Linked DNA regions of Cricetulus griseus: region 2 is linked to region 1. Evidence: chromatin contacts called from public Hi-C data. All regions are on one chromosome and are shown on one strand. The core of a region is the stretch at or near the end of the contact, and the rest is flanking DNA. Distances in the headings are between cores, read along the strand shown. Region 1 holds the start of Cbx4 (E3 SUMO-protein ligase CBX4). Region 2 has its middle 42 kb from the start of Cbx4.

Region 1 (3,588 bases), core at 611-3,110:
CAAGCTGCAGCAACCGCCAAGGACATTGGTTAGAGAAGCCCAGGCCGCAGCCTTGCCCATCCGGGTTTGTTGGGGGTGGGGCTCCTGCATGCCCCCTCCCACTCCTTCCCCCTCTCCTATTGCTGCAACCAGTCATCCACTTTACTCTTCCCACCTAGGGCCAGGGCAGCTAGCTGCTAAGGGATGCTCGCTCACCTGTTCTGGAAGGCGATCAGCAGACGGGGATCCAAGATGTTCTCCTCTGGTTCCCACGTGTTATATCTTGCAAGTGAAAGAGGAGGAGGGTTACAGTGTAAAAGACGGGAGGGGGCAGGTTGGGGGAACGATAGGAGGCCCCAGTGTGGCTTCCTGAACCAAAAGCTGTGATCTGGAGGGTAGACAGTAGGTTTCTGAGGGCCTAACTCGGTCCTTGATTCACGACCCCCCCAAATTAAAATAAACACACAAGGGCAGGAAGAAAGGAGGGGTGAGGAAAATGAAACTAGCAGTTTATTTTGTAGTCGTCAAGAATTTTAAGCATGTTACTGTGACGTGTTCCAAGGCCACTTTCCTCACCCCAATGCAAAGTCGCAGTCCCCTCCTATCGCCAGCCCGAGTCTCCACTAGGGCTTCAGCCGCTCTGCATTGAACCCCTAATCCGATAGCCCACAGCCCAGCGGCCCCCCCGCACCCCCTCGAGGCCCAGAAGACCGCTGTCACTGGCAAGCAAACCCCAAATACTCAGCAGTGCAAAAATATGCCTCTCTTTCTCTCTGAGTGTGTGTGTGTGTGTGTGTGTGTGTGTGTGTGTGTGTGTGCCTGCGCCTGTCTCCATCCGGTGCCTTCGCATTTCAAATTAAAGAAAAAAATTCCCCAGCGAAAGAGCTGCAGTGACAGTTCTCAACATTTTCTGCCTTTTTTCTTCCCTATCCTGCACCACCAGGAGGGAGGACGCACACAATTGCATTTTCGTCGCTTTTTAATTTTTTTTTTTTTTTTTTTTTTTTTTTTTGGTTTTGCAATATGGAGCCGTTCGGTGGAGGGAAAGGGGAAAGGAGCCATTTTCTGCTGCACATCAGTCAGTGCCTGCGCCCTCCCTCCCTCCGCCGGCCTCCCGGGCTCGGCCCCGCGTCTCTCCAGCTCCTCCGGCTCCTTTTAGCGCATAAATTAGTGATGGCATTTCCCGGAGAGCGGAGCACAACACAGGGCGCCCGGCTCGGGCTCGGCGGCTCGGCTTCCCAGTGCCTGCCACCGACTTCCCCACCCCCTCCTCCCTCCACCCCACTCCACCCCGCCTCCCGTCCGCTCCCCCACCACCCCACCAGCTACACGGGTCCGCCGGCCTTGGGGCCCCGTGCCCGGGCACTCGGCCCCCGCCGCCACTTACTTGGGGGACCAGCCTCTCCATTTCACCAGATACTCCACTCTGCCCTGTGGGGGGGGAAGAGACAGCACTCCATCAGCTTCCGCGGGATCCCCGGCTCCGGCCCTCAGCCTCCCCACCCCCTCCGCGCCTCTCGCTCGCTGCTCCCGCGCCTCGGCGCCGCCACCCGCGCGCCACCCCTACCTTGCGGATCCGCTTCTTCTCGATGCTCTCCACCGCGAAGACGTGCTCGCCAACAGCTGGCAGCTCCATGGCCGAGCCGGAGCGCGCCGAGACGCGAGCGGCCGGTGCGGCTGCAGACACAGCTGGCTCCCGCAGGCGCCCCGATGCAGTCCTGCACGGGGACCTCGCCACACGCTCTGCCCCCGCCGCCTCCGCTCGCCCCTCAACAGCCTGGCTGCTGCCGCCGCTGCCCGCGCCCGCCGACTCTCTGCTCGCGCTCGCTCAGACAACTGAGCCCGGGCCGCCGCTGCACGAGAACTCATGCAAATCCCGGACGTCAGCGGGCGGGGCCTCGCAGGGCCCAGCTCGGCGTCAGGGGGCGGGCCGCGCCTCGGATTGGCGCAGCCCGGCCTACCGGAGGCCCCCGGCCTGGGCGGCAGGGGAGGAGGAGGGCGCGGGAGAGGGCTGGGGAGGAGGAGGGCGCGAGGAGGTGCAGGGGAGGGATCTGCGAGCTGGGAAAGTGAGCTGGGGCCGCGGAGGAGAGGTGTGTCTGCCTGGGCGGCCAGAGTGGGCACCTCGACGGGTCCTACCTTGATCCGCGGCCAGACACTTGGGCTCCTCCCCACCTCACCCTGGGCCGCCGGTTCTCGGTGTGCACGGCCCGGGGATCCCTGCTGGGGGCCACAGAAGCATTCACTGCCCTTTGCAGTCGCTACCAACTACGCCCGACCGGCGGCTCCTAGAGGCACAAGGGAGTCTCCGACAGGGGGCAGAATCGGGGCGGGGGCAGATCGCGCCCCCACCCTTGGTGCTCACCGCCCCGCCCCGCCAGGCTCCAGGCATTTAGGAAGGCGAGGTAGGGAGAGAAAGAGCGAGAAGACTGAGGACTTGGATGAGACAAGGAGCACGGAGAGGCGGAGAGGCAAGGACAGGGACAAAGGAACAGCCCCCCCCCCCCGCCCCGGGCATTAGCACTCAAGAATCTCAGCAGAAAGAGAATCTGAATCCGATCCCACCCAGGATTCTGAACGGCTTCTAATTTACACTTGGCCCACTCATTCGCGGGGAAGGGGCAGTTTCTAGCAAGCCCCCAGACTGGGAAAGGCTGGGAGGGCAAAGAGAGAGGGAGAGAGAGAGAGAGAGAGAGAGAGAGAGAGAGAGAGAGAGAGAGACAGACAGACAGACAGACACACACACACACTCACAGAGAGACAGACAGACAGACACACACACACACACACACACACAGAGAGAGAGAGAGAGAGAGAGAGAGAGAGAGAGAGAGAGAGAGAGACAGACAGAGACAGTCAGACAGAGACACAGAGCGAGGACACCGGGGATGTGTGATTCTGCTTAGAGGCCCAAGGGCACTTCGTGGGGGTTCATAGAGTTCAAGAAAGGGCCTCAAGAGTGGGAGTGGGGAAGGCCAAAAGGAGGTTGAGGCTGAAGGGTGGTGGGTGAGTGGGCCTTGAGAAGAGGAGGAAAAATGGAATGGCCAGGGAGCCACGTATCCTTCATGAATTCCCGTCCCCTAGTCTCTGACAGCCAAGCCCTGCTGATGCAGCCATTGGAGCTCCGGAGTGTGAAGTTTAGCACCTTGGAGCCCGGGCAGCCGGCATGTTCAGGGGTTTTCAGTTCCAGCGTCCGGCTGGGGGAGCTGCTGCGCCAGATGTGACCTTCTGAGGGCGCCCCCGGTGGGCCCGCGAGACCCGTGGGGTCGCAGTGGGTAGACCTGACAGGGAGCATGCCATTCTAAGTGGGAGGGGTAAGGGTGTGCCTGGCCTGCTGTGTGTCCGGGCCCCAGCTCAGGGCTCCTGAAGGACACGGAGCAGGAAGCTTGCGCAATCCCTTGGCTGAGCGTCCACAGAGACAGAAAAAGCGCAAAAGAGGAGAGTGGATCGAGGGAGGGGGAGGGCAAGGAGCTATCCGGGTCTCTGTCCCTGGTTTTATGGCGTCCCAGAATGCCTGGTGAGGTACGCTGAAGTGACTTGGAGAGGGCCAGATACAGAAGAGAACCCCAAAGCCTGCCAGGGCTTGTGTTCTCCCAGGACTCCAAGAAAAGC
Region 2 (4,014 bases), core at 1,126-3,625, 42 kb after region 1:
GCTGCACCAAAAGACCCCAAAGAGGTTCCGTTCCCTTGGCCCTCTCCACAGCCGGTCACTTTGCATTTTATCCATTTATTTATGTATTTGAGACAGACAGGAATCTTCCTAAGCTGCCCAGGCTGGCCTTAAGATGTTGGCCTCAAAGGCGTTTTCCTACCTCAGCCTTCTGAGCAGCTGGGGTCTAAGGGTGTGAACAGCCAAGTCCAACCAGTCCTCGCATTTCAGGGGAAGCAAGACACTGCAGAAGTGGACTGCTGACATGCTCTCCCGAGGGGCCCATCATGCTTCTGAGGCCAGAGGCCGCAGGCCTGAAAGAAGCAGCTTGGGGTCCATGTACGCCTGGGGCTCAGAGCATCTCCCAAGGACTCCATTCTCCAGGGATCTCAGCCCTGCTGAGTGATGGGCACGGGGCAGTCATCCCTGTCCTTTAGGAAGGAGGTAAAAATAGAAGGGTTGACTCCACAGGGCAGATCTGGTTGTCTCCTCTAGTCCTTCCTGCTGGTCAGGCCTCTCCAGGAAGTAAGAAGCCCAAGGACAGAGCTAGAGTACGTCCTCACATGCCAGCCCTGCTCTGATCTTAGGACCAGGGAAGATACCAGCTTGGTCATATACTGTCATGGGCTGTTCTGGGGGCTTCTGACACTTGGAGAAGGGACACAATAGGCATCTAAGTATGAAGATGAAGCCCCTGGGCATTGAGAACTACTATGAAGTCAACAAAGGCCCCAGGGCAGAACCTTCCAGATTGACAAGAAGTTACAACTTATCTAAGAGTGCAGACTAGAGGAGACTCACCCCTGAGGGTGGACCCTGGGGACAGAGGATTGGTCAGTGACACTCATGACTTTCCTAACCACCCAGAAGGATAGCAACTGCTATGTGTGTTAGGCACAGACCCCAAGCTCACACCTTGTCACCCAGTTAGGTCCTACAAAACCCTGAGATATCAACATTTTAACCTCATCTTTCAGGATCAGAGACGGGAGGTAACTGCTGAGTCCCCACACCCTCAGGAAATAATTGGTTTCCAGGGTCCGTCACCACCTCCAGTTGCATCTTAGTGCTGAAGTGACCCTATGACCAATCTACTCTTGGAGCTTCTGCCAGCTCCCTTCTTCCAGCCCAGGGCACACCAGGAGCCGTGTCTGTGACAGGCTGGGCTCCCTTGGGTTCTGGAGACAGCAGGGCTGCTGCTCTTCTCTGCTGGCTGGGATGCTGGTGGCAGTGTAATGTCAGACTAATCACTGGTCCTTATTCATGGTCACATCCTGCTGCCTGTGCAGCAGGGAGCCGAGCAGAGACTCACTGGTGGCTGTGTGGGTGTTGAGTGGCTTCAGGCGCTGGACCTCTCTGCATCTCTGTCCCTATTTGTCCCAGATTTGGAGACTGACCCTGTGATACAGAGGCCCTGAGCCCTCAGGTCAGCCTTAGCCTCCTGGCCCCAAGCATGGTGTCCAGAATTCTATCCACTGGCTTGCGGAACCTCTGCCATAGATTCTGACGCCTTCCTGCCCCCTCCAAGGCTGAGGTCCTTGGCTATTTATTGGCCCTCACCACCCCCTTTCAACAGCCCGCCTCTGTGCCCCCAGGCTCTTTGCTTCCTATTCCCAGCTCCACTCCAACCTCAGATGGCATCCATGGCCAGGAATAACTCAGGCAGTACCGGTGGTGATGACCCCACCGGCGGTGGTGGCACTTTCCCTTCAAGGCCATGAGCGCCTCCTGCCCACAGAGGGGACCTGCAGGGCTCTATCTCACAGCCCACTTCCACCCATCCATTTGCTCCGTCTGCCAGGGAGGCTACAGTGAAAAGGGTAGAAGCTGAGAGGTTGAGGGCCAGGTCGAAGGCCAGTGTGGAGGCAGAAGAAAAGGGCCAGCACAGCAGAGGCAGGGACCAGAGGGAAAGGGGTCTGTGGACCCTTGTGGGGGTGTCAGGGATGTCCTCTGGGTATAGCTGAAGGTGTTGGGAGCAGGTCAGGACAGACGGGAAAGCTGGCAGCCAGGGTTGAAGGCTTGACAAGGGCCCAGAGCAGGAGTTGGGCTCCACCCTCCTGCAAGCCCTGATGGTCTTCCTCTTAGTGCGGCTGCCTGGCCAGTCACATGCAACTCGGCTGCTGCTGGCCCATCTACTAGAACAGGTCTCCCTTTTCTAGAAGAAGGAGGGTGCCAAGCTCCCCCCAGTGGGGCAATTGCGCTGTTCTCCTGCCCGCCTGCCTTGAGGTAGCTGGCTATAGTGGAGCCCACGGGCAACCTGCCCTCCACACCTACTCCTCCTGCTGCACTGCCTGCCCCGCCGGCCCTGCAGCATTCTCTCCAGGGAGGAGCTGACCCCTGGCCGCCTGGTGCGCCTGGCCTGGTGCGTCTGCTGTGAGTCACAGGGCTGGCCTCGGGCAGAGAGGGGCTGGTCCAGGGGCTTGGCTTGGGATGTCATCACAACCAGTGGACTTTGGGTTGATCCTGCCCCCTGGCTGTTTGCACATAAAATGTTCTATGATTCTTTTACCCACACAAAGCTGGTGCTAGTGTCCGGTGTGTTTCCTGCTGGCCTTTTTACGATGCACATCTGTGTGCACATTTTTAATGAGGTTGGGATGTAAATGCACCCAGTGATGATAGCCTCAGCAACATTTCTCCAGGACAGGTTTATTGAGGTAAGACAGCAGACCAAGAATTCTTCTCAAGAAAGAAAGAAAGAAAGAAAGAAAGAAAGAAAGAAAGAAGCTAATTGTTTTTAGTAAATTTTCAGTTGCACTGTAATCCAATTCCAGAACATTCTAATGGCTTCCCAAAGCAACCCTGTGCCTGTTAGCAGTCATTCCTTGTTCCCTGGCTTCCCCAGGCCCTCAGGGCAAACCCCATCCACTTTCTGTCTCGGTGGATTTGCTTCACTGAGTGTTTCCTGTCACACAAAGGCCTTTTGAGACATGCACATAGTTTGTGAACCCCCATGTTAACTGGTATTGGTGAGTGGTGGCTAAGCAGTAGTTTGGGGTGGTATATTTCAGCTGTTTGGAGCCTTGATTGGCTCTAAGTAGAGGAGGGATTATAAAGGATGGACAAGCACCCACCTGGCCTTGTGACACAGTTTGCTTCACCCCAGGAAGAGAGCTAGGTCATTTGTTCTTTTGGGACAGCAGGGCCCTTTCTTCTCTACATTGCTTGAGGGGAATCCCCAGTGTGGACAGCCTGCACTCAAGGAACACTGGATGGTAACACACAGGTCAGAACTGTTTTCACACTGGCAGGCTCAGCCTGGCTTGTGGCATGCCTGGAATGCCTCTTCCATGCCTCAGAAAATGCCACCAGGACATGCTTCCTTCCTGGTATGAGACTGTCATTCTGTCCCTGGATTTGACTTTGGTGTGGTCCAGGGGAGTGATCATTTGCTGAGGCATGCAGGAGGCCCTGGGTTTGATTCCAGCTCTCTAAAAAGAAGAGAAGGGTCCCAGGAAACAAACGTCCCAGAACCCACAGGGGTCCAGTTGGCAATCAGAGGGAGACTCTCCTCCGTCTCTGTTTCCCAGGCTGCGCACAGAGATTTGCACCTGGAAACCACTGAGTGACCGACTCTGAGAACAGCAGACTCTGCTGGATTGCCCTCGACCCAGCATTTGAGAGCCAGGACCCCTGGCACCCAGGATATCTATACCAGGAACTCTCTGTGAGTTCTTGGTGGGAGCCACAGGCTGGGGCTACTTGTCAGGATATAGTGGCCTTGGTTTTACTGCTAGCAGCCTGCAAGCTTGGGCTGGAGCCCAGGCCACTAAGATTTAGTCTCTCTTGTTCCTCCTCTTGGTAACTCAGCTCCCTGGTGACCAGAAGGGACTTCTCCTCCATAGTGGCCTCTCCCACCCCCAGAGCAGCCCAGTGAGAAGCAGGTGGGTGTGTGTTGCTCTGTTGTCCTGGCCACTCCTGGCTGTGTGCCCTGTCACAAGAATCCACCATAGTCCATCCTGACCTATCCCCACCTGCCCTGCCCATAGCTGTCCATGCACTGTTACAGGTGGAGAG

The links. Hi-C and Micro-C count contacts between places; a contact is called where the count stands out from the background.
Region 2: a contact with region 1 is called in a Hi-C map of the CHO-K1 cell line, with 1.7 times the contacts expected there. The contact joins the enhancer-like site here to the promoter of Cbx4 in region 1. A contact is called at or near these places in 2 of 8 Hi-C or Micro-C datasets (the CHL-YN cell line and the CHO-K1 cell line).

Annotation. Positions count from the first base shown.
Region 1 is chr7:131,623,404-131,626,991 of CriGri-PICRH-1.0, forward strand. Cbx4 (E3 SUMO-protein ligase CBX4) reads right to left here and starts at 1,861. Exons shown (of 5, transcript XM_027425499.2): 1 at 1,547-1,861; 2 at 1,367-1,410; 3 at 196-261. The coding sequence starts at 1,615.
Region 2 is chr7:131,664,981-131,668,994 of CriGri-PICRH-1.0, forward strand. No RefSeq gene overlaps it. Among named protein-coding and RNA genes, the nearest start is that of Cbx4, 42 kb to the left of the region's middle. Within about 2 kb of position 2,376, at least 4 of the 6 cell types and tissues checked have open chromatin away from gene starts, as enhancers often do. A contact at or near this core is called in the CHO-K1 cell line, where this site is marked.